Regions from separate parts of the Mus musculus genome. Here regions 2, 3, 4 and 5 are each linked to region 1. A link is a contact called in public ChIA-PET, Hi-C and promoter capture Hi-C data. All regions are on one chromosome and are shown on one strand. Each heading gives the region's core, a stretch centred on a gene start, on an enhancer-like site or on the middle of the called end of the contact. The rest is flanking DNA. Distances are from core to core; before and after follow the strand shown. Region 1 holds the start of Dtd2 (D-tyrosyl-tRNA deacylase 2). Region 2 overlaps Hectd1 (HECT domain E3 ubiquitin protein ligase 1). Region 3 overlaps Hectd1 (HECT domain E3 ubiquitin protein ligase 1). Region 4 overlaps Gm34894 (a long non-coding RNA gene). Region 5 has its middle 14 kb from the start of Gm34894.

What was found. Promoter capture Hi-C pulls out the DNA fragments that hold promoters and counts their contacts. Hi-C and Micro-C count contacts between places; a contact is called where the count stands out from the background. ChIA-PET counts read pairs in DNA pulled down with a chosen protein or histone mark.
Region 2: a contact with region 1 is called in a promoter capture Hi-C map of the HPC-7 cell line, with 2.3 times the contacts expected there. The contact joins the enhancer-like site here to the promoter of Dtd2 in region 1. A contact is called at or near these places in 4 of 39 promoter capture datasets (3T3-L1-derived adipocytes, the C10 cell line, the HPC-7 cell line and 1 more), 1 of 15 datasets of contacts at CTCF or cohesin (pro-B cells), 7 of 484 Hi-C or Micro-C datasets (the Ba/F3 cell line, the G1E-ER4 cell line, the HPC-7 cell line and 4 more), 3 of 115 datasets of contacts at active chromatin or transcription factors (the SCID.adh cell line, astrocytes and large pre-B cells) and 2 of 9 other capture datasets (adipose tissue and liver).
Region 3: a Hi-C map of rod photoreceptor shows a contact between it and region 1, with 2.7 times the contacts expected there. The contact joins the enhancer-like site here to the promoter of Dtd2 in region 1. A contact is called at or near these places in 3 of 39 promoter capture datasets (the C10 cell line, the HPC-7 cell line and pre-B cells), 1 of 15 datasets of contacts at CTCF or cohesin (pro-B cells), 15 of 484 Hi-C or Micro-C datasets (the AML12 cell line, B cells, cerebellar granule neurons and 10 more), 9 of 115 datasets of contacts at active chromatin or transcription factors (the 230-238 cell line, T-cell acute lymphoblastic leukemia, astrocytes and 5 more) and 3 of 9 other capture datasets (adipose tissue, liver and pancreatic islet).
Region 4: a contact with region 1 is called in an RNA polymerase II ChIA-PET map of effector CD8 T cells, with 38 read pairs. The contact joins the enhancer-like site here to the promoter of Dtd2 in region 1. A contact is called at or near these places in 6 of 39 promoter capture datasets (3T3-L1-derived adipocytes, the C10 cell line, the HPC-7 cell line and 3 more), 3 of 484 Hi-C or Micro-C datasets (CD4 T cells, embryonic fibroblasts and pre-pro-B cells), 4 of 115 datasets of contacts at active chromatin or transcription factors (the 230-238 cell line, CD8 T cells, the SCID.adh cell line and 1 more) and 2 of 9 other capture datasets (adipose tissue and liver).
Region 5: an RNA polymerase II ChIA-PET map of effector CD8 T cells shows a contact between it and region 1, with 43 read pairs. The contact joins the enhancer-like site here to the promoter of Dtd2 in region 1. A contact is called at or near these places in 1 of 484 Hi-C or Micro-C datasets (CD8 T cells), 4 of 115 datasets of contacts at active chromatin or transcription factors (CD8 T cells, effector CD8 T cells, embryonic stem cells and 1 more) and 1 of 9 other capture datasets (adipose tissue).

Annotation. Positions count from the first base shown.
Region 1 is chr12:52,005,246-52,007,779 of GRCm38.p6, reverse strand. Dtd2 (D-tyrosyl-tRNA deacylase 2) reads left to right here and starts at 1,273. Exons shown (of 3, transcript NM_029545.3): 1 at 1,273-1,405. The coding sequence starts at 1,295.
Region 2 is chr12:51,766,394-51,768,927 of GRCm38.p6, reverse strand. It overlaps Hectd1 (HECT domain E3 ubiquitin protein ligase 1), which reads left to right. Exons shown (of 43, transcript NM_144788.2): 25 at 1-399; 26 at 1,151-1,372. Among named protein-coding and RNA genes, the nearest start is that of Gm5785, 61 kb to the left of the region's middle. Within about 2 kb of position 1,272, at least 31 of the 459 cell types and tissues checked have an H3K27ac peak or open chromatin away from gene starts, as enhancers often do.
Region 3 is chr12:51,786,821-51,789,354 of GRCm38.p6, reverse strand. It overlaps Hectd1 (HECT domain E3 ubiquitin protein ligase 1), which reads left to right. Exons shown (of 43, transcript NM_144788.2): 16 at 1,376-1,510. Among named protein-coding and RNA genes, the nearest start is that of Gm5785, 40 kb to the left of the region's middle. Within about 2 kb of position 1,259, at least 3 of the 459 cell types and tissues checked have an H3K27ac peak or open chromatin away from gene starts, as enhancers often do. A contact at or near this core is called in rod photoreceptor, where this site is marked.
Region 4 is chr12:51,844,205-51,846,738 of GRCm38.p6, reverse strand. It overlaps Gm34894 (a long non-coding RNA gene), which reads left to right. Exons shown (of 3, transcript XR_381584.4): 2 at 1,578-2,534. Among named protein-coding and RNA genes, the nearest start is that of Gm34894, 6.4 kb to the left of the region's middle. Within about 2 kb of position 1,263, at least 392 of the 459 cell types and tissues checked have an H3K27ac peak or open chromatin away from gene starts, as enhancers often do. A contact at or near this core is called in the 230-238 cell line, CD8 T cells, the SCID.adh cell line and 5 more, where this site is marked.
Region 5 is chr12:51,864,999-51,867,532 of GRCm38.p6, reverse strand. No RefSeq gene overlaps it. Among named protein-coding and RNA genes, the nearest start is that of Gm34894, 14 kb to the right of the region's middle. Within about 2 kb of position 1,267, at least 271 of the 459 cell types and tissues checked have an H3K27ac peak or open chromatin away from gene starts, as enhancers often do. A contact at or near this core is called in CD8 T cells, adipose tissue, effector CD8 T cells and 1 more, where this site is marked.

The sequences.
Region 1 (2,534 bases), core at 24-2,523:
CCTGCCTCTGCCTCTGGAGTGCTGGGATCAAAGGTGTGTGCCACCACTGCCCAGCTATAAAATGATTTTCATTGCTACTTTATCACTGTAATTTTGCTACTGTTATAAATAAAATGTAAATCTCTGTGTTTCCCAATAGTCTTTGTAAGACACCGAAGCTGGGCCGCCACTCAAGTCCCGGGATGAGCTGGCCAGCACCCCAGTGACCCGAGAGAAAACCACACCTGATGCAAACTGCAAGAGGTTTTATTATCAGTTAGCTGAGGACAAAGTCCCTCTGCCATGCAGGGCAGGGGAGTTTGACCCTGAGCAGTGACAGTAGGGGGCTTTTAACAGCTAGCTGAGGAATTGGGAGGAGTTGGGAGGAGAGTTGGGAGGAGTTGAGAAGAGTTGGGAGGAGTTGAGAAGAGTTGGGAGGAGTTGGAAGGAGTTGGGAGGAGAGTTCTTCTCTTCCAGGTGTCCTTGGTGAAATTTACAAGGCAGGAGTGAGGAGTGAGTTCTTTCTGAATTTTTATCTCCCGTGTCCTCGGCACAGGAAGGCAGGCATCTCTGGTTGTAAAGTATAGAAACAAAAAGGCTTTTTGCTGGCTATAGTGAACAAAGAGCTTCTTTCTGGCTGTATTTTTAGAGATCAGGGAAAACAAGCTTGGGGAACGTCCCAGGGGCTTTACCTTCCAGGGAGAAATGCTCTAAATCGGGGTCCCACATCTTAGGTGCTCCCTTCTATAGTTGCATCTGTCCCCCACCCACAGGTTAAGTTCCCTCTCTGCCTGCTTTGAGATCAATTGATCTCATTCTAGTTATGTCTTTATAATAAATATAGAATGGATTTAACTCTGACTTACATTCTTTCCAATACCTGGAAACCTAAGCTTTCTGAAATGAAAAATATTTCTTCAAAAGCTATGAAGCAGGTAGCAGAGCAGGATGGGGTGGGGTGGGGCTGTGGGCGGGCACACATGTAATTCCTGCAATTGGGAGAAGGAGTTCAGTTCAAGGTCAGCCTCAGCTATGTGGTTATTGCGACCAACCCCGACTCTATGAGACCCTACCTCCAAAAACAAAACTAAAAACGAGGCATTCGAGGATGAGATTAGGTTAAAGAAGGAGGGAGAGAAGGAGAGACAGAGATCTCTAAACAAAAACCCTCCAAGAGACTGAAGCTTCAAAGCTCCAAAGCTGGTCAATTCCACATCCGGGACTCCGGAGAGCCAGGCGGAGGCCCCGCCCACTTAGGTGGGGCCACGAGCAGTGGGAGGCGCCTACCCGAGCATGCGCAGTGCGGACCCGCGCCATGGCGGACGGTGGTCGTGTGGCCCAGGCTCGTGCGCTCCTGCAGCAGTGCCTGCACGCTCGCCTGCAAGTGCGCCCGGCCGATGGAGACGCCGCGGCGCAGTGGGTGGAGGTAACGCCCGGCCCTATCCGCGGAACCGTGCCGGTCTTCCTGTCATCTTTCGTGAGATGAAGAGCTTGTCCCTTTCCGTCTGCCCACTTTAGTGGGCTGCCTAGCTGTCTCTTTGGACTTGGCGTCTGGTGGTGGCCTGTGCCCCACTGGTTCGCTCTGCAGCTCTCAGCCTGCGGATGATCTTTCTGCCTTAGTATATTAAGTGTTGAGGTAACAGCGTGAGCCATCTCGCTTCTCAGAATTTTCAGGGAATCTCACCGCCAGTAGATCCTTAGATTCCATTATCCCGCAATGCGGGGCTGCTCACCACCACCTGTAACTCCAGCTCGGTCGGATCTGATGGCCTCCTCTAGGCGGGACAGACACCTGCCGTTGTACACAGACACACAAGTGCACATAGTTAAACAAAAATCTTTTCCCAGGTAATTCAAGTATGAGTGCAGAGCTAGCTATATTTACACAGAAAACCATTAGAACCAGAAAGATATAGCTGAACGTAATGTCGCTAACAGTTAAATTGAGTCTCAAACATGTATAAAGCTTTGGAAGTTAAAGCATGAAATATAACTGTGTGTCTGCCTTCCCATTTATTTTTATGTAGCATTTGATAAACACCTGGGTTGTATTTACTGTGAGCTCAGCGCTGTTTTAAGCAGTTTGCAGTTATTAATTCATTTAATCTTTGTGGTGGCTTCTGAATCAAGTGAGCCAAGGAAATTAACATACAATCGATTCCCTCAGTGGTAGCAACGAAGTCATTTATCACTTGTTTATTTTCTTGTAGACTGTCTTACAGGAACTAGTAAACAAATATTCAAGTCATTATGTAAAATGAGAAGGTGTATATTCCTGATAACAACCAACCTTTTCCTACAGAACTTATCATAAATGTAATTTTCAAAGCCCAATCATTGGGTTTTCTTCAGGCATTGACCACGGTAACAGAAAAAGCAACTGAACAGTTCCTGGAATTTGTAAAAATAAGACAAGACCCCATGTAGAAATACCACTCTGTTTAAATGACTTAGGGGAAAATACAAAGTAACATCAGAGGACACTACTAACACTGTTGCTTATTCAACAGCCCCATGTGGGAAAAGGAGGATCATTTGATGTTGAATAAATCAGC
Region 2 (2,534 bases), core at 23-2,522, 240 kb after region 1:
AAACGGGAAGTGAAAATGCGGAAAGGAAGTTAGGCCCTGATAGTTCTGTTCGAGCTCCTGGGGAGTCTAGTGCGATATCCATGGGGATTGTTAGCGTTAGCTCTCCTGATGTTAGTTCGGTATCTGAATTAACCAATAAGGAAGCAGCTTCACAACGACCCCTTAGCTCTTCGGCAAGTAACAGACTGTCGGTGAGCTCTCTGTTGGCAGCCGGGGCCCCTATGAGCTCCAGTGCGAGTGTACCTAACCTGTCCTCAAGAGAGACATCTAGCTTGGAGAGCTTTGTCAGGAGAGTGGCAAACATAGCACGGACTAATGCCACCAACAACATGAACCTAAGCCGAAGCAGCAGTGACAACAACACTAACACTTTGGGGAGGAACGTGATGAGCACCGCAAGTAAGTGAGCTTTCCTTCTGGGGTCCAGTACTTCCTGTGAGGGAGCTGAGGCTAGCCACGTCAGACAGACTGCCCTCTCAGATGCAGCACTTGGGAACTATGAAGTCAGGGTCTGAAGAACCTACAGTAGTTCAGGACTTGAGACTAGCTTGCATTTTATAAGAGACGGCTACACAAAACTACACGACAGATTAGCTGACTAGTTCCCACGGCACGCCTCTCACTCAGCCCCTGTATTCACTATAGCTTCCAAACGCTAGCTAACTCTAATTTTAAGTTACTAATGGGGCCAAGTGATTCCCATAAAATTACAATAAAATTAATCCTGTTGCTTATTTTTTGTAAAAGCTAGGCTTTAAAAGGTAATTATGGACTTTTTTTTTCCTTTTTTCTTTTTTTATTTTTTTTTTTTTTTTTTTTGTTTTCAAGACAGGGTTTCTCTGTGTAGCCCTGGCTGTCCTGGGACTCACTTTGTAGACCAGGCTGGCCTCGAACTCAGAAATCCACCTGCCTCTGCCTCCCAAGTGCTGGGATTAAAGGCGTGCACCACCACCGCCCGGCAGTAATTGTGTTTTTAAAAACAGTAAGTTTTAGTTGGTTTTCAGTTCGGTTCCCAAAGTTGTTGCTTTTCAATGTTTTCATTATTAATGTGTTTCATGAAATTAAAAAAATATTTTATCTTGATTTTTTTTTTTTTAAAGGTTCCTTCAATACTGCGTATTTAACTGATTTGCTTCATTTTTATTTTTAGCTTCTCCACTTATGGGTGCTCAGAGTTTCCCTAATTTGACCACACCTGGTACTACATCAACAGTGACAATGTCAACATCGAGTGTTACGAGCAGCAGCAATGTAGCTACGGCAACCACAGTTTTATCAGTGGGTCAATCATTAAGTAATACTTTAACCACCAGCCTCACATCAACCTCTAGTGAGAGTGACACAGGCCAGGAAGCAGAATACTCCTTATATGGTAAGTTACAGATCAAAGTTTATTAACTATACAATCCATCCATCCAACTGGATCCATTAACATGGTGCATTTTTCCTGGAATTCTTGATGAGGAATGGAATTTGAGGTAAGGTCTTACTTTGTAGCCTTAGCTGGTTTAGAACTCACTATGTAAACCTGGCTGGCTTTAAATTCACCTGTCTCTGCCTCCTGAGTGCTGGGATTAAAGGTCTGCACACCACGTCCATCCTTATATATTTTCAACCTTTTATATAAAATAATGTCTTTGTATAAAATGGAAAAACTCCATGATGTAGAGAAGATTAAAAAATTATCTGATTATAGGGGCTAGGAAGATGGCTCAGGGGTTAGTGTGGTTGTCGGTCCTACTGAGGACCCAGGTTTTTAGAAAAAAAATTAATAAAACAAGTAGAGTACCTACCTTCCAACCTGATCAGGTACATACCTGTGTGTATGGGGTTTGTTTGCTTGTTTAAGCTAAAGGGAATTGTGTCCTTTAGCTATTTCTTTTCCTCAGTGTATTTGAAAATATATCCCATTGTTTGATGTGTTTCTACAACATTTGGAATTACTGCCAAATATTCCACTATAGGGTGATCATGATAAGTTATACGCTTTGTCTAACAGTTACAACTTTTTCTTTCTCATAAACATAAATATACAACCTAGTATTGCTGTGGATCGCCTTAGGTTTGTTCTTTAAAGTAATTACTTCCAAAACAGTTGTCTTCCTGTCAAGATGAGTTGAAATATTTTTTATTTTTTTACCACATAGCCTTGATCATGTTTATTGTCTCCCCTTTGGCAATACTAGAAATCAAACCCAGGACTCACAGGTTAGGAGAACCCTCTGTCCTTGAACTGTATCTTCTGCCCTCTGTTCTTTTAAAAAAATATTTTTGATACTTTCAAAGAAGAGCTTATGTATGCACATCTGAATATGGGTATTGGAATCCAGAACAGGACGTCAGGTCCCTAGAAACTAGAGTTACAGGTGACTGTGACCTGCTCAGCATGACTGCTGGGGACTGAACTCATGACCTTGGCAAGAACAAGTGCTCTCAACTGTTGAGCCGTCTCTCCAGCTTTTCACTTTAGTTCTGGACTGCGGTGATCTAAATAGGGCTGTGAGTTTGCCATGTGAAAGGGAGTAAAATGTTGA
Region 3 (2,534 bases), core at 10-2,509, 220 kb after region 1:
TAGTTGAAGAGTGCTTGGATTTACCCCCCTCAGGACCAAAAAAAAAAAACCCAAGTAAGTAAAATAGGCCAGTATAAGGCTGCTGTTATTTTACCAGTTGCCCTTAAATTTGGCATATTGGAAAGGGAAATTAAAATATCAGAGTGAACATTTTTTAGTCACAAATAGGTGTATCTTATCTATAATGGTTATACAAAATAGTTTTTGCTTCTTTAGACATAGGGTTTCACTATGTAGGTGGCTTGGAACACACTATTAGACTGGACTCAACTCTCCGAGGTCTTCCTGCCTCTGCTTTCCTGTGTGCTAAGGTTAAAAGCTGTCTATCCCAGGAAATACTTTAAAAACTACAGTGTATGTGGCTGCTTGAGATTAGGGAAAAGGTAAAATAGTGAGTTTTAGTTGGGGCAAAAAAAAAAACCCAAAAACCCCGTATTTTTTAAAAATAAAAGTAGTAGTGGTAAGGCATGATGACTGTACCTTTGAGTTGAGGCAGGTTGATTGTGAGTTCTAGGCCAGCTATAGCGAAAGTTTGAGGCCAGCCTAGGCCATCTGTATCATAAGATACTCATTGTATTTCTGTTGTAAATATTCTGAGTTATCCTGTGATGTGTCCTGATTGTAGAGTTCTTCTAAGAATTCATCTCAGTTTTTAAAGATCAATCTAGAGCCATTAAGATGGTTCAGTGAGTAAAGGACCCAGATTTAGTCCTTATCCTCTGTAGCTATGTGATTATCATCATTATTATTATTATTTAGCCTCTGTGTGCTTCTTTTGAAAAAGCATAAGGTTAGATATTACATTCAACTCAGAATATATTGAAATATTTCAGACAGAAATATCTTACTCACTGGAAGTTCTGTCATACACCTTTAATCCCAGTACTTGGGAGGTAGAAAAGGGAAGAGTTCTGAGTTTAAAGCCAGCCTCCTCGACGTAAGAGTTCCAGGACAGCCTTTTTAGGGGAGAGTTGGTGTTCATTTGTATTTCTAATTAGTTAACTGTGAATAAGCTCCTTTTATTTTTTTAAAAGAAAGGACACTCTAGGACATTCTAAAGAGTTATTTTAGTAAACATTTAAAATCTACTAGAGTGTCTTTCTAGCACTTAGAATGTGTAAGTGAGAATAACAATGGTGTGGAAGCTGATATGGGACAAAATGGTCCTTTTTTTGTTATGTCGTGTGGAGGAGAGGTTTCGCCTTGGCAGTCTTCGTGTTAGGCAGGCTTCTGACTATGTCCCCACAGCCTCACAGTCTCATTTCCTGACAGTCTGAGCAAGTGCCTGGGAGGAGGGGGGAGGGGAAGATGAGCTCAGGAGTGGATAAGCTGTTAATCGTCATGACATTTATAATTACTCTGCTTACTTTGATAGGTACGAACTATGGCTCGAGACTTGTATGACGACCACTTTAAAGCTGTTGAAAGCATGCCTCGTGGGGTGGTAGTGACACTCAGAAATATAGCAACTCAGCTGGAGTCATCTTGGGAACTCCATACGAATAGACAAGTATGTCAAGCTCTTTTGTTTTCAGATTTTTTAAAAGCTGTGTTTGTGTGTTTTGCCTACATGTATATGTCTGCACTGCACGTGTGTTTGGTGCCCACAGCGGTCAGAAGGCATCGTCACTCAGAAGCCCTAGATACAGATAGCCGATACAGATAGCTGTTTCTGTGAACCACCATGTGGGCACTGGGAGCTGCACCTGGAGCTGCGGCAAGAGCAGTGGGTGCTATGACCGCTGAGTCGCTCCAGCCCCGCTTTTTATTTTATTTTATTTTAACTGCAATTTTCTTGCTGAATTTCTCTTCTTTTACTGGCTTTCTTTTCTACAGTCAAGGTTGGTTTTCTTACTTCGTTCATCTGCTTTTATGTTTCTTGCATGTTGTCCCTGGTCATCTTACTAGTTAGTATCTGTGAACTCAGTCGTTGAAGATTGATGGTCTTTTTTGACTTAGGATTCATGGTCACCTCACATTTTGCTTTTTTGTACCTTTTTTTTTTTTTAAGATTTATTTATTTCATATATATGAAGACACTGTCGATGTCTTCAGACACACCAGAAGAGTGCGTTGGATCCCCATTACAGATGGTTGTGAGACACCATGTGGTTGCTGGGATTTGAACTCAGGACCTCTGGAAGAGCTCTTAACCACTGAGCCATCTCTCCAGGCCCCGCTTTTTATTTTTTTGAGGCAAGTTTTTGCTTTGTAGCACTGGCTAGCCAGGCTATCTGCAAACTTTAGGAAGTCCTCTGACCCAGGGCTCCCACATGCAGAGATTACTGGCAGTCACCACTGTGTCTGACTGACCTGCATGGCTCATAATGGTCTTGAACTCATGATCTTCTTATCTCATCCTCCCAAGTGCTTGGGTTTCTAGGTTTGTATGTTTCATCTCAATCTCTTGGTTTTAAGGTGAATAATGACTTTCAGTTTGCATTGTATCCTCTTCTTGCCCTGCTCCTTACCTTGTAACTTTTATGTTGAGTAGTGAGTAAGAGCCAGGAAGCTTACACTCCACAAACAGGTCT
Region 4 (2,534 bases), core at 14-2,513, 160 kb after region 1:
ACTCTGTAGACGAGGCTGGCCTTGAACTCAGAGATCCACCTGCCAAACACTAGGATTAAAGGCATTTGCCATCACACACACACCCCAGCTTTACATAGGTTTTATATGTGTTATAAGGCACTGAACTTACAACTTTTCTTATAGGAAGCTTTATTTCAACTATGTTCATTTGGGTGTTATGTATAGAAACAGAATGAAAGCAATCTATTTGGGTGAATTATTAAAGTGAAACATTGTTGCGATTCATCATGTGAAGGTGTGTCTCTCTGTATATTCAAGTGTTAATGCTGTGCTTGCAGAGAGCTAAACATTAGCAGGATCTGGTATTGTTATTTCCTTGGCCCATCACTGGTCTCATATTTTGTAAATATTTGTTCTCCCTCACCTGCCTAAGGCAGTCTAGAATTGTATCTCATCGGCTTTAATGAAGGCCCATAGCTGAGCAGGAAGTGGAAGGTAGGAGATAGGGACGCTGGGAGAAGAGTTGGGACACAGGAGATTCAGCAGCACGTGCGGAGGTGGACTGAGAGCCCTGGCGGAAAGGTAGAACTGGCCATGGGGCAGGATGCAGGCCAGAATTAATCAGGATAGAGTCCTTGCAAGACTGCCAGCTAAGGCCTGAGCTTTAAAATATTAACAAACCTCTGACATTATTTATATAGCTGGCAGGTCTATAGAAAGTCCTGTTATAAAATATGATGAATAGAATATTATTTAAGTGCTTAAAATATGGTAAGGGAGAAAAGGCTTTTAAGTTACCAAAACAAAAGTGACAAAAACTAATAAGCATATGATGACCTCAGCCATAATAGAGCTGGTTCTTAGCAAAATGGATTTTAAACATCTCTCCTTATATTTTTCTTCTGTTGTTTTGTTTAGGTATTTGTATTTGGTTTTTGGAAATACAAATTCAAGCCAGGCAGTGATGGCGCATGTCTTTAATCCCAGCACTTGGGAGGCAGTGGCAGGCAGATTTCTGAGTTCGAGGCCAGCCTGGTCTACAGAGTGAGTTCCAGGACAGCCAGGGCTACACAGAGAAACCCTGTCTCAAAAGCCCACACCCCCCTCCAAAAAAAAGAAAGAAAGAAAAAAGAAATACAAATTCAGGTTTCAAACTCTCAGGCCTCCTGTCTCAGCCTCACAGGATACAAAGCATGGGTGACTGGCCTGATGATGTTCTTTTTAATAGTTAAACATTTTACTACCAAAGGAAAACAGACTGTTAGCTGGGTCTGGCAGAACATGCCTGTCAATGGGGGGTGGCCGCAAGACCAAGAGTTCAAGGTCATTCTCAGCTCTCAGGTACCCTGGGCTGCATGGGATGATGGATCTTGACTCAAGAAAAAGAAGAAAAATGGCTTTTACAAAAAAGCATGTTTTGGCCCCCCAATAAACCAGTATTGCCAGAAACTGCTCTGACTTCTAAGGTTTCATGCCTGAGAAAGTTTTCATGGGAAACAATAAAGGTCACAAAACAACTTTCCTTCAGATGTCCTGCCCTGTGCCGCAATGTTTGCCAAGAACTGTTTCCCCGCCTCCTGGTTCCTCTCATTGGCCCGTTGGTCTTTCCATCACAGGTGACCTCCAGTATCTTGGTCCCACATAGCTCAGGGTGAAGAGCTGAGTAATCCTGAACCTGGGGCTGCTGCCGGAACAACCTTTCACACAGTGCCCACTGCTCCCGGTTGCACAACATGTTTGACTGCGAGAGATAAACGCCAGGTTTACATTTGACTCCAGTCACCTTCGGGGCCAGCAGCCGGAGCCTGTAAACAGCACCCACTCCTTTAGAAAGGCGCGACTTTCCCAAAGTCCTGCCTTCCGAGCGCTGCGCCAGGCTGGGAGGAGGTGGACAAGGAAGGGGAGTATTCCAAAGAAAAAGGAGGCTACAAGCAAGCTCTCGACTCTGTTTAGGAAGAAAAGGAAGAGCCGAGCTGAAGCATTGGCCCTGCGGGGGGTGGGGGTGGGGCTCATTTTGTGAACTGGAATTTAAGAACTAAAACTAGTCCCCCTAACGTGTTTCTGTTTACCCATCAGAAATCAATCTCTGATTGGAGCAGGTACTTTTTCCTCCGTAAAACAGGCCAAAGAGGAAACGGAACTGTCTTAGTACTAAAATAATCTGTAATTTAATTGATGTTGCATGTTAGGCTTATTGAAGACACCACTATGAGAAGATTCTGTGCTTTGTTTTCTGACACTGAAAACTGCAGGGTGGGGGCGAGAAAAATCCCCCCACGACTTCACACAGGTTATAGGAGGAAAACTAATAGTCGAGAAGGAGGGATTTCAGTGGATTCTTTCAAGAATAAACATGTCTTACTCAGATCTTGAAGCCTGTGACTATCGAGTACATCTAAGTACATCGAGTTCCTTCTGTTGGTTGAAGCTAGGTTTGCTGCGTCTTGAGTCCAGATGGAACAATGACACTAAGACAAAGCCTTAAGCAATTTTGTTTGCTAATAAGATGTCAGACCACTAATGAAAGGGCAGCTTGCTTTGGCTTAGGAGAGCAAGCTTCCCATAGAAAGCAG
Region 5 (2,534 bases), core at 18-2,517, 140 kb after region 1:
GTCAGTAACCTGGAGATGTGCTGCATCCAGGAGATGCCAGAGGAGACACAATGGCTAGACGTGATATGGCACGCTCAGTGGAATAGGGGCAGAATCGGGACAGTGACTGACAACTGAAGGATCTGACAAAGTGTGAGCACTGGTCCAGAGGTGGTGAGGGCACAATAATAGCGTGAGGCTGGCAGTAGGGGAAGCAGGCCTGTGGCATATGAAAAAGCACATCCTCTTCACAACGTTTTTCTTTCTTTTTCATCAGCACTAAGGAGGTAAGGTGGTGGCACGCACATGCTGGCAAATGCTCCGCCACTGAGCTATATCTCAGCCCTTTTCTTTTTGAGAAAGAGTCTCCTTAAGTTGCTCAGGCTGGCCTTGAATTTAGACTCATCCTTCCCTGTGACTCTGGAGTAACTGGAATTATAGGAGTGTGCTAGCTCAGCACACAGGTTCCGTTCTGCTGCCCTTTCTCTCTCTGTTTGTTTCCCATATGTCTTTCTCGACAGATGGGGCATGCTAAGCGAGTGTACTGCCTCTGAGCTACACCCCAGACCCCATTTACTTGTGATTGATAGGTAGTCCCAATCTCACTTATTTTTTTTTTTTTATTTTTTTTTTATGCTGCTGTTTGCTTTTTGAGGCAAAATCTCGTGTATCCCACGCTAGCCTCAAGTTTTCTGAGGAGGACTTTGGATCTTCTGCTTCCATCCCGTAGCACCGGGAGTACAACTCCACAACTCCATTCTTTTAAGTAATGTCCTGAAGTCAGTGCCCAGCCCGGGCATCAACCCAAAGCAGAAATGCTGCCTTCTAAGCTGGCTGATTGACATCATCCCAGGCATGTACAAAGTAGGTCACTTCAGTCACTGTCTACCTGCATTTTCAGAGATTAGTCAGAACGGGTAACCTGTTTCAGGTCAGCAGCAGGAAAAGGCGGTGTGGGATGGAAACGGAGGTACCCAAGTTCCCCTTGAGGAGTAACACCCAAAACAAGTGTCACAACATCTTAGTCACTCCCACTGTGTTTACGCCACCCCCTTTAGATGTGTCACTTCCTTGGGCTTCCTCCCAAATATAAGAGAGCAACTGCCAAAGCACTATAAAAAGTTTGTTCCTGACCCCCAGTTGCCAATAGACGTCCTCCAGCTTTAATCCTCAGCAGATCACATTTCTGATGTTCCCTCGTGCACACGGCAACCAGGGCCCCTCCAGGCAAGCAGACAGAACACACACACACACACACACACACACACAGCATCAGAGAGACACGGTGGCACTCAATTAAGGATAGTAAAGAGCTGCACCTAACAGGCTTACCATCCCTAGGAATCTGTGCTACCTTAGGAAAACTCTGTGTCCAAGGAACACAGAGCAAGGAAAACAGCAGCCCTCAGATCTAGATAGACAGTACTGCTGAGTTCCTTAGCAGACCTCAGAACACACATACACATGAATGTCAGGTGACACCATTTTCCATTACATGGTCATTACCACATGGGGTGTCTCCATGGTTACCTTTCTTCTCCTGTCAGGAGGACTATAATGCTTTTCTGTTGACCATGGTTTTCCTCTGAGGACAGGGAAATAATACTTCCTTGCCTCTGGTGTTTACACCCTGTGCGGTATTTCTCTGTGTTCTCTGCAGGGCGGCCTCTCAGTCCTTGCACAATCCGGTTTGCTTACCCACTGCTGACACTGCTCACGGAGCTCCCTGCTCCCTGTTCACACTATGTTGTTCAGACTCCAGAAACAGAGACTTGATCTCACTATTGATTAATGGCTATCTGGGTGGGACATACTGCTAATTAGGAAGGAGCGTATCTGTGACAAACAAGTCCCTGTATTTAGAAAACAGGCAGGACAGAGCCATGGACACCTGTTCTGTACTGTCCCCACAGGAATAAAAGAACATTCCGGCATTACAAAGAACACGAACCCTACCACCCTGGGATCTGGCCTAGGTCTGTCGATGACAAATTGTGGTAGCTTGGGCAAGCAAGCCTCCTGGCTTTTGGTTTCTTCTCTGCAGAAGAGCTGAAAGCTGACCAATCATTTCAGGTTCCCAAGGCTCCTAATTTTAGCACTAGGGGGTTCGTGTGTTCCGGGGATCTTCTCAATCGCAGCTAATCTTGCTCTGGGAAGTTTGTATATTGGGTGTCAGACAAGCAGAGAGTTTCTGTTTCTGATTTTTATGAGGCTAAACCTTAGATGCTTCTCAAAGTGCACTATACAAGCCATTAAGAGGTGGACTGAGTCACAGGATGTTTGGTGGGTGTATGCAAAAAACGTGCAAGATGTCCTGCCTCCTGACCTCTGACTCACCCAGGGCAGGAGAGCATTCTTAATGTCTCACAGGAAGAGATCAGTAGAGAATGAAATACTCGGACAAAAAGTGCCCTCTGGTTTCCCAATATAAAAGAAGCTCAGAAAACAATTGACTAATATGTTTGTGATGAATGCTGTGGCTGCCAGACTCCTTGCAAGTGATCTTGTAAGCTCTGATGCTCCATCTCCAACTGACTGGTCTCTTGGCTTCCACC